2 separate regions of the Oryctolagus cuniculus genome follow, and region 1 is linked to region 2. The links are chromatin contacts, called in public Micro-C maps. All regions are on one chromosome and are shown on one strand. The core of a region is the stretch at or near the end of the contact, and the rest is flanking DNA. Distances in the headings are between cores, read along the strand shown.

Region 1 (5,542 bases), core at 2,461-4,960, 240 kb after region 2:
CTACAATGGAGAACAGACCAGTAGTTGCCAAGACACATGAGTGGAGGTTTTATTAACAAAGGGCAGGATACAGGAGGTTTTTTTTCCCCCCCTGGGTATGACAGAATTGTTCTTTATTCCAAATATGGTGGCAGTTACATGTATCTATGTATGTGTTATAGCTCTAAGACCTGTATAACAAAATCAACTTTATTATAATATTAATATATAAAAAGCTTTTAAAAGGAGGGAATAAAAGGCAGATGACGAAAGTGGTAACAGAGAACTTTGAAAATGATCAGTACTGACAGTGAAGCCAAAAGCTCAATAGATTAATGTTTAATAGATTAAATAAAAAGTGAAGAAATTATTATCCTTCATTGGACTATACATCTGAGGAGAAATCCATAAAAATTACAGGAAACTCAAATTAGATTTTTTTAAAAGTAAATTTTGAAAAAAAGACACATAGGGGCTGGTGCTGTGGCGTAGCGGGTAAAGCCACCACCTGCAGTGCCAGCACCCCATATGGGCGCCAGTTCGAGTCCTGGCTGCTCCACTTCCTATCCAGCTCTCTGCCATGGCCTGGGAAAGCAGCACAAGATGGCTCAAGCCCTTGGGCCCCTGAATCCACGTGGGAGACCCGGAAGAAGCTCCTGGCTTCAGATCGGCGCAGCTCCAGCCGTTGCGGCCAATTGGGGAGTGAACCAGTGGATGGAAGACCTCTCTCTCTCTCTGCCTCTCCTTCTCTGTGTAACTGACTTTCAAGTAAAATAAATCTTAAAAACAAACAAACAAACACATAGAACCTCTACAAATGAAAAATATTGTCAGTGAAGATGAACGCTCTATGGATGGGGTTTTAACCACCCAATTAGTCACAAACTGCTTCCAAAGAAGATGTAAGGTGCTGCAAAGATAAGGCCACTCTCAACCTACCATCAAGGAAAACTTCAATAATATATAAAGTCATAACCTTTACTGAGCCCAATAAAGACTTGCAGTCACAAAGGAACCAACTAAATTAAAAGTTTTCTCTTTCAAGTGAAATTTAGAACACGTAAACAGTTCACCTTTGGCTAAACACAGAGGAGAGAAACAGTCACCACACCAGTGGGTAACAAGAAACCAAAGGGCAAGAGTCAGTTACTGCCATTTTGGAACAGAGGGGAACCCCAGACAGACTGTGGTCCTGGCAGGAGCCCAAAGAGCTCCCCTCAGTGGCACAGGCTTGCAAAGGGGGCAGCTGCTGCTGGGGTACAGGTATGAAGCCTTAATCCTTATCAGGAGCACAATTCTTAAGCCACTGAAGGATAGGCAGAAAACCAACAGAAGAAAAAGTACATTATTTCAAAGAAGGAGAATGAATCAGAGTCTGGAAGAAGGATAAGAATACTCTGAGGCCAAGATAAAGATACACTACTTCTAGAAGAGGGGCAGAATGGAAGTCCTCTAGGCCACTGGTGGGCCAGGATATCCATTGTGTTCAGGACCCTACACACGACGAAACAGGTCTGCTACCACTGAAGGAGGGAAAAGACACACTTGATCCTCTTCTGAATCCAGCTCTCTGCTATGGCCTGGGAAAGCAGTGGCTCCTGGCTTTGGATTGGTCCAGCCCTATCCGTTGCAGCCATTTGGGAAGTGAACCAGTGGATGAAAGACCTTTTTCTCTACTTCTCAAATAATAAAATAAAATAAAAATAAAAAAGACAGAAACACTGCCCACTCAAGACAAAAACAAAGATGGGTTGAGTTTGACTGCACCAGGAAGGAAGAACAAAAGCATTGAGAAAGCCATTTACCTGAGGCACAGGTTGATAGGACCTACCCAAAACCGATGATGGACCACGGAAAGGCAGAACTCCCTTTGTTCCCACCATAAGCTTAGCATCAAATACCAAGCATCAGGAGTCAACTGCTGGAGAAGCACTCCTCTGAGGTGTGAACACACAGGGGCTGCTGAAAGCTGGAAGCAGAGCTGGATCACTGGGGAAACCCTCCAGCTCCTAAGGCTCCATTCTAAATATAAAGCAACAACAGCCCTCTGCTGGAAGAATTACAAGCTGTGATGCTTCAAGGTAGTGAAAGCAACAGAAATCCCACCTTTAAGCTCAACACTATCTACCTTGATTAACCCTACACCACATGTCTAATAAAATAAATGTATATGTTTCTGGGCATAAATATTATCTGCGACAGTCACTATTGTTCTACCACAGACCATGTCCATCATTCAACCAAAAATTATGAGACAACACTTCAAGAGGGGTAGAATGCCTGGGACATCTGCATCCCATATCAGAGTGCCTAGCTTGGTTCCTGAGTCCAGTTTCCTGCCAGTGCAGATCCTGAGAGACAACCAGGTATGGCTCAGGTTGGGTCTCTGCCAACTATGTGGGAGACCTAGCTTGAGTTCCGAGCTGTTGCAGGTATTTGGAGAGTGAAGCAGCAGATGGGAGCTTGTTCTCACTCTTGCTGTCTCTCTGCTTCTCAAATTATAAGTCTTTTTTTTTTTTTTTTTTTTTTAGATTTTTATTTATTTGAGAGGCAGAGTTACAGACAGTGAGAGGGAGAGACAGAGAGAGAGGTCTTCCTTCCATTGCTTTACTCCCCAGATGGCTGTATCGCCTGGAGCTATGTTGATCCGGAGCAGGTGCTTCCTCCTGGTCTCCCATGCTGGTGCAGGGCCCAAGCACTTGAGCCATCCTCCATTGCCCTCCCAGGCCACAGCAGAGAGCTGGACTGGAAGAAGAGCAGCCAGGACTAGAATGGCGCCCCTATGGGATGCTGGTACTGCAGGCAGAGGATTAACCCACTGGTCCACGGAGCCGGCCCTGTAACTTTTAAAATACAAGAAAAATAACCCACTGTAAACTAATCAGAACCACATGCAGAGATGACTCAGAAGTTGGTACTGTCAGATAGGAACTTCAAAATAATGATTAATAAGTTTAAAAAATCTAGTGGAAAATGTGGGCAGCTTCCTTAAACACATGGAAAATGTGGAAAGAGAGAAATAAAGAATTAAATAGAAATGCTAGAAATAAAAAACATTGCAAGAAAGATGAATTTCTTCCATGGGTCACCAGCAGACTATACTTCAGCTGGGAAACAATCTGTGAACTTGGACATGTGTTAACAGAAATGATCAAAGTGAAACACAAGGCTATAAGAGTTAAAGAACACAGCATCTAAACATTGTGAGATGACACTAAACACTGTCTAACATATGTGTAATTAGAGTGGTAGAGCAGTAGAGTTCTGGGAAAAATGAACATTTGAAGATACAGATCGAATTTTCACACAAATACACCCTGGATATAGCATAAACTGTGGGGAAAAAAAACATACATCAAAGGCTGGAAGGCAATCTTCAAACACACATTTTAATACAGAAATCAAATGTAACAATCCCAGCAGACTTCTGTTCACAACCTGAGTAATACAGAAGACAATAAAAGCATATCTTTAGAGATAGGAAAGAAAAACTGTCAACCAAGAATCCTGTAGCCAGAAAAGTACCTTTCAAAAAATGAAGGCAGGGGCCAATGTTGTGGAATACAGGATTAAGCTGCTGCTTGCATGTCAGCATACCATATCAGAGTCCCAAGTCCCAGCTGTTCTGCTTCTGATCCAGCTCCCTGCAAATGCTCCTAGGAAAGCAACAGATGATGGCCCAAGTCCTCGGACCCCTGCCACCCACATGGAAGAGCCTGATGGAGTTCCAAGTTCCTGGCTTGAGTCCGGCCCAGCCTTGGTTACCTTCATCTGGGGAGTGTGTCAGTGGGTGGAAGATCTCTGTTTCTCCTTAACTATAACTCTGCCTTTTGAATTAAAAATAAATAAATAAATAAAAAATAAAGGCAGGGGCCCGCACTGTGGCACAACAGGTTAAGCCATGGCCCACAGCACCAGCATCCCAGTTCAACTCCTGGCTGCTCAACTTAGAATCCAGCTCCCTTACACAGAAGACTCATAGAAGGGCAGATGTCCTAAATAGCACTCTGGCCTCAGAATCAGCCCTTAAGGCATTCGGATCTGGCTGAAGAGCCCATGAGAGTATTATAGGCATGGAAAGCCAAGGCAATCTGGCAAAAACAAAAACAAAACACACACACACACACAAACACAAAAAACAAACCTAAATGAAAGATCTCTGCGAGTGAGATCCCAGTGGAAAGAACGGGCCATCAAAGAAGGAGGTACTTTTCTCTGAAGGGAGGAGAGAACCTCCACTTTGACTATGGCCTTGTCGAAATAAGATCAAAGTCAGCGAGCTCAGGGGGCTTCCATGGCCTTGGCAACTCATGACCAGAGCCTGGGGAGATTGCTGACACCTTAAACAAGAGTGTCAATTTGTTAAGTCAACAACAGGAGTCACTGTGTACTTACTCCTCATGTAGGATCTCTGTCCTTAATGTGTAGTTCAATGTGAATCAATGATATGACTAGTGCTCAAACAGTATTTTGCACTTTGTGTTCTGTGTGGGGGCAAACTGATGAAATCTTTACTTAATATATACTAAATTGATCTTCTGTATACAAAGATAATTGAAAACAAATCTTGATGTGAATAGAATGGGAGAGGGAGCGGGACATGGGAGGGGTGTGGGTGGGAGGGAAGTTATGGGGGGGGAGGGAAGCCACTGTAATCCATAAACTGTACTTTGGAAATTTATATCTACTAAATAAAAGTTAAAAAAAAAAAAAAAAAAGAATCCAGCTCCCTGCTAATGCACATGGGAAAGCAGTGGAGGATGGCCCAATTCCTTGGACCCCTGCATCCATCTGGGAGACATAGAAGAAGCTCCTGGCTTCTGCTTTGGCCTGGCCCAGCCCAGGTTGTTATAGCCATTTGGGGAGTGAATCAGTGGATGGAGGCTCGCTCTCTGTCTCTCATTCTCTGTGTAACTCTGTCTTTCAAATAAAAATAAATAAATCTTTTTTTAAAAATGAAGGCAAATAAACATCTTTTCAGAGAAACAGACTGACAGAATTAATGGCAAACAGATCAGCCCAATATTAAAGGAAGTTCTTAAGGCAAAAGGAGTGTGCCAGTTAGAGACCTGAGTCAATATAAATCATTGAAGAATGTTGGAAATGGTAAAAATGAAGATAAACATGCAAAACCATCTCTTTTATTTCTAAATACTTTAAAATGTAATGGATGGTCTAAAGCAAAATAAGTAACACATACTCAGGAAACTGTTAACACACACAAAAGTGAATTATATGACAATAAAGGCACAAAGGCTGAAAGAAATTGCAAGCATATTATTGTTCTTATTCTATTTGTGAGAGGTTTAGCATTTTATATGAATGCATACTAGGATAAGGGAAGATCAGGGTAATAGCAAGAGTCAAAAAAAAAAAAAAACCAATTTTTACAAGTTTTCCAAAAATTAAAGATACAATTCTCAGTCTGAAAAACTACAGACATTTAAGGGAAAACTAAAAGTAAATTTATGTTTAGGCATGTAGCATTTATATTACATTACAGCACAAAGAAGAAAAAACAAAATAAGAATTTATACAAGGGCAATAGAGTCTGGCCTCAAAC
Region 2 (5,551 bases), core at 1,444-3,943:
GCGGAAGCAGTGTCTCTCTGGTGCCCTTAGAAATGAAGTGTGTGACCCTGAACCTTGCTGTGGGGTGTCGGGCATGTTAGCGATTGGAGGAACAATTTCCAGGCCACTTGGTCACGTTTTCTGTGCTTTCTTCTTCAGAAAAACGTTACAAATAGATGGGCCTTACGATGAAGCGTTTTACCAGAAGCTGTTTGACCTCTCCACGGAGGACGACGGGACGGTGGCCTTCGCGTTGACAAAGGTGGGCAGGCCTGTCCGAACCCTGCCTGTGCTCCTACCCTGAGGGTCACGGCTCAGAAGCCGGGAGTGTGGAAGAGCGACCGCAGCGCCCCCAGATGGGCCGGGCCAGGGGATGGTAGTGCCGGGCTTCCAAGGAGGATTTCCTTGGGTTCCCTGGGGCCCGGGGCCCGCCCCTTCTGAGCTGAGGACCAGAACAGAGCCACAGAGTGGCCTGGGAGCATGTGCCTGGAAGGAGCCTGGTCCTTCACTTCCCGGGACTGTGGAATTCAGGGAGGTAAGGGCCCTGTGCACTGGGTAGGACAGAACTGCCTCTTTATTTTCACTGGCCTCTACTTGAAAGTTAACATTTCCTTCCATTACCAGTGTGCTCAGGACCCCGTGCGGTTGGCAAGACGCAGAATCTTCCACCCCACGCTGCAGCTACAGGCATCTCCGACATGGTCGTGTCTGTCACTGCCTCGTACGCATATTACTGTGCTCTTCGTCTGCTTTTAAAAATGTCGTATTTTACATCTTCACTCTATATTTTGTTAAAAATTATTTTATTTTATTTATTTTTTAAAGATTTATTTATTTACTTGAGAGGCATAATTGCAGATGAGAGAGGTCTTCCATCTGCTGGTTCATTCCCCAAATGGTTGCAACAGCTGGAGCTGCACCGATCTGAAGCTAGGAGCTTCTTCCAGGGCCCAAGCACTTGGGCCATCCCCACTGCTTTCCCAGGCCGTAAGCAGAGAGCTGCATTGGAAGTGGAGCAGCTGGGACTTGAACTGGCACTGCAGGCATATGTTTAACCTATTATGTCATAGCACTAGCCCCCAAAATATTTTACTTTATTTGAATGTCAGAGAGAAACAGAGTGAGAATGTGTTCTTCAGTCCACTGGTTCACTTCTCAAATGCGTGTAACAGCCAGGGCTGGGCCAGGATGAGGTCAGGAACTCAATCTTGGTCTCCACGTGGGTGAGGGGCCCAAGTACTTATTATTTTAGATTTATTTATTTGAAAGGAAGAACCACACAGGGAGAGACAGAGAGATCTTCCGTCTGCTGGTTCACTCCCCAAAATGACCACAATGGCCAGGGCTGGGCCAGCCCGAAGTCAGGAGTCCAGAACTCCCAGTTCTCCCACATGGGTGCAGAGGTCTAAGTACCATCTTCTACTGTTTTCCCAGACTCATGAGTAGGGAGCTGGATCAGAAGTGGTACAGCCAGGACTGGAACCAGCAGTATGGGGTGTTATTATTGCTGGTGGCAGCCTGACCCACTGTGCCACAACACTGGCCCTGACCCCAGTACTTGAACTATCACCTGCTGCCTCCTGGAGTGTGCATTATCAGGAAGCTGGAGTTGGAAGCAGAACTGGGCTTAGACCCAGGCACTCTGATAGTGGATATCAAGGCTCCGGGCCTCTGGCATGTCAGCGCCTGTGCCCGGGGCCCATCCCTATATTTTATGTTTTATGCATTTAAAACTTACTCTGAAAGGGGTGTGTTGGCTCTGTGAGGCTGCCAAACATCTGAGGAGACTAGAACTGTGAAGAAATGCAGCTTTTTAAAAAAATTTTATTTAAGGTAGAGAAATTTTATGCATTTCATATACACAGATTCTTCTCGTTCTACCATCCCCTCCCACCCGCACTCCCACCCTTCTTCCCATTCCCTCTCCTGTGCCCACTCTTAATTTTTACAAAGATCTATTTTCAGTTTCCTTATACTCCTAGGATTAACCCTACAGTAAGTAAAGAGTTCAACAAGTAGTGCAAGGTGAAAAAAAAAACCCACTGTTCTCAACAGTGGAGACAAGGGCTGTGGAAACCCTCGAAGGCACACGGTGCCGTCCCTTCTCCCGTGCACGGGCTTGGCCGCCTGTGCCGTGACGGGTCTGGTGAAAGACGTCTTTGGCTGAAGATGCAGCTGGGAGAGTTTTTCAAGGAGAAGGGGGAGGAGGAGGAGCCGGGACTGAAGATGCGCTGTAGGCGCTATGTGAACTCTGCCGCCCCGGGCTGGGTCGGCTCAGTGCGGAGGTGGATAGCAAAGCCGTGCGAGGCTGCCGTGGGTCCTGCAGCTTGGTGCGCCGACCAGAGACACACACCGGCTTTGCCGGTCTGTGTGTTTTTTCCTAAGAGAAAAAGCTGGACTACACTTCTGTGTCTGTGTTTTCCAATTTTCTAGAAATCAGCATGAATTAATTTTTAATTTTTAACCTTACGTAAATGTAATCTAGTCAGATGGTTACCATCTAACTGTTGAAATCACTACTATAGATGCATTGGAATATCCACAAACACACCGTATGTTCCATATGCACACACGGAGACACGTACATGGTGCAGACGCATACACATGTGTACCACACCACACCTGTACACATGGAAAACCTATGCACATCACCACATGTGTACACTTGGACACATGGATGCACGCTTGCACGTGTGAGACCTGGCAGATGTGAGTGTGGTTGTGGCTTGTGCTGGGTGCCACGGGATGCTACTGCTGAAGCTGGTAGACGTGGCGTGGGGTCTTGGAATATGAGGGCCGCCCTTCCTCTCTTGGGGGGTTTAGGTTCTCGTTGCTGAGCCTGAGGAGGGTGGTTGCGAGGCTGGGGAGCTGCTGAGAGCACTCCTAGAGCAGAGTCCTTGCCCGCTGAGCCAGCCGAACCTTGTCCTTGTGGAGGGGGCGGGAATGTTGTCCTCATGGCAGCACAGGGAGCTGCAGCCCACAGCGCCTCTGGCTCTCATCAGTTGACGAGTGCTGTGGAGCCAGCGCCAGCAGACTTTCTGTGAAGGGCCAGATAGCGAATGGCGTAGCCTTGTGGGGCTGTCTTGTCCCTGGTGCAGCTACACAGCACTGCCACGTAGCACAGAAGTGAGCACAGCCCAGCCCAGCACAGCTTTGTTTATGAAAACAAGTGGTGGAGGCTGGCTTTGCCTCTGGCCTGCAGTTTGCTAACCTCTGCACTCTGCCTGCTTTATTCTGGTTTTTGCTCGGCTGGTTTTGGAAGCCTTCAGTTTCTGTCTTTTCATAGTGCATGTTCAGTTTGACCCTGAATAAATAAAATTAACCTGTTTAACATCCCAGCCCTTGCACAACATAAGGACTTGGTCTTTCCGAACTTACACACGCAGCTGTTGTCTCAGACTGGTTGTCTTGTTATTTATTTAAAGTCCTGGTTTTAGAGTACTGTTTTTTTAAAATTTAACGGGTGTTTAGATTTATCTGTTTGCTCAGTATCATTGCCCACCATTCTTGCACCTCAGATACTTCCTTTGTCTTCTTTTTCTCCGTAGCTGCTTTATTGAGAGTGTACACAGCAACCACCTCAGCAGGAGCTCTGTACCCCGAGCTGTCATTCCACTGTCTCCCTGTCCCTGAGACCCGAGCAGCCCCCAGCCTGTTGTTTCCGCGTGGGCTGGTCTGTTCTGGCGCTGCATGGAGATGGTATCGTTCTACGTGCTGTCCTTTGTGCCCGGCGTCTTTCACTTAACGTGGTGTTGAGAAGGTGCGGCGTGATGCAGCATGAACCCGGAGTGCTGCTCCAAGTCCTTGTGTACAGGTTCTTATGCAGACGTAGGTTTTCTCTGTTTCTAGGGTTCAGAGTATTCTTTCATACGCTTGCTGCCCATTATGTATTTTTCTTTGGAGAAATGTCTATTCAGATCCTTTGCCTACTGTTTTTTTAAAAAAGCTTTTTATTTAGTTGAAAGGCAAAGTAAACAGAGAGAGGAAGAGAGAGAGAACGCTTTCATTCTCTTATTCATTCCCTAAATGCCTGCAGTAGCCAGGGATAGGTCAGGCCAAACCACGAACCAGGGGCTCCCCCCATCTCTCACATGGGTGGCAGGAACCCAGGCACTTGGGCTGTCATCTGCCTCCCAGGTGCGTTAGCAGGAAGCTGAAACCAGAAGCGTGGAGTAGCCAGGACTCAGGTCAGGCTTGACAGTGTGGGATGTGGGCATTCCAAGAGGCTGCTTCACCCTTTGCCTACTCCAGAACTGTGTAGTATGTGTTCTTGTTGAGTTGCAAGCATTCCTGATGTGTTATTCTAGGTGTTAGACCCTTATAGATACCTGACTGCATTGCAGGTGTTTTCTCCTGTATAGTTATCTTTTTACTTTCTTGGTAATACACACACACTGAAATTTTGAAGCAACCCATTTAATCTTTTTATTGTTTTTCATCCTTTTAGTATCATATCTAAGAATTCATTGCTAAATCTAAGGTCATGGTGATTTCCCCATTTCCTTCTGAGAGTTTTGTAGTTTTAGCTCTTACATGTAGTTCTTTGATCCATCTTGAGTTAACTTTTATATATGATATTTGGTAGACTTTGACATCATTTTTTTATGTGACTATCCATTTGTTGAAGAGATTGTTCTTTCTCCCAGTGAGTGGTCTTGATAGATTTCTTGAAAATTGCTTGACTTGAAAATGTATGGGTTTATTTATAGACATGTAAATGTGATTTATCGATGTATATGTCTCTGTTTATACCAGTACCCTGTTTTATTAGTGTTGCTTTTTAATAGGTTTTGAAATGGGGAAGTGTGAATTCTCCAACTTTGTTTTTTTGTTTTTTGCTTGTTTGAAAGCTGGAGGGAGCGAGAGGGTGAGTGAGTGAGATATTCCCACCCACTGATTCATTCTCCAGATGCTGGTAACAGCCATGTCCGGGCCCAGCCCAAGCCAGGAACTCCAGCACGGTCTCCTGCGTGCATGGCAGGGACCCGAGCACGTGCGGCATCCGCTGCTGCCTTCCCAGGTGCAGTGGTAGGGAGCTGGGTCAGGGGCTGAGTAGCTGGGACTCAGACTGGCATTACAGGCAGCAGTTTAATCCACTGTGCTACGATGCCAGCCTGTCTTTCTTCTTATTCAAGATAGCTTTATCCCCTTGCAACTCCATATGAATTTTAGAATGAGCTTGCCAAGTTCTACAGAGAAGCCAGCTGGGATTCTAATAGAGATTTTGAGAAACTGACAGATTGCTCTGGGTAATAAAACTTCTGCTCTATTAACACGGGATGTTTTTCCATTTATTTAGGTCTTTCTTTTGATATTATTGTTAGTTTTCAGACCATAAGTTTATGTTTCCTTTGATAGAATTTATTTCTAGTTTACTTTTTTAAATTAAAATTTCTCTTTATTTTACATATTTTTTGCTTGAAAGGGTGACATACTTCTATTTACCCATTTTATTTTCTTTTTAAAGATTTTATTTATTTGAGAGGTAGAGTTACAGACAGTGAGAGGGAGAGACAGAGAGAAAGGGTCTTCCATCTGCTGGTTCAATCCCCAAATAGCCACAATGGCTAGA

What was found. Hi-C and Micro-C count contacts between places; a contact is called where the count stands out from the background.
Region 1: a contact with region 2 is called in a Micro-C map of ear pinna, with 4 times the contacts expected there. The contact joins two enhancer-like sites. A contact is called at or near these places in 4 of 6 Hi-C or Micro-C datasets (ear pinna, embryonic fibroblasts, psoas muscle and 1 more).

What each region holds. Positions count from the first base shown.
Region 1 is chr1:146,441,436-146,446,977 of mOryCun1.1, forward strand. The region is part of intron 4 of CENPP (centromere protein P); the gene reads right to left. Among named protein-coding and RNA genes, the nearest start is that of CENPP, 26 kb to the right of the region's middle. Within about 2 kb of position 3,711, at least 1 of the 8 cell types and tissues checked has an H3K27ac peak or open chromatin away from gene starts, as enhancers often do. A contact at or near this core is called in ear pinna, where this site is marked.
Region 2 is chr1:146,206,123-146,211,673 of mOryCun1.1, forward strand. IPPK (inositol-pentakisphosphate 2-kinase) reads left to right here. Exons shown (of 13, transcript XM_002708226.5): 11 at 139-241. Among named protein-coding and RNA genes, the nearest start is that of IPPK, 44 kb to the left of the region's middle. Within about 2 kb of position 2,694, at least 3 of the 8 cell types and tissues checked have an H3K27ac peak or open chromatin away from gene starts, as enhancers often do. A contact at or near this core is called in ear pinna, where this site is marked.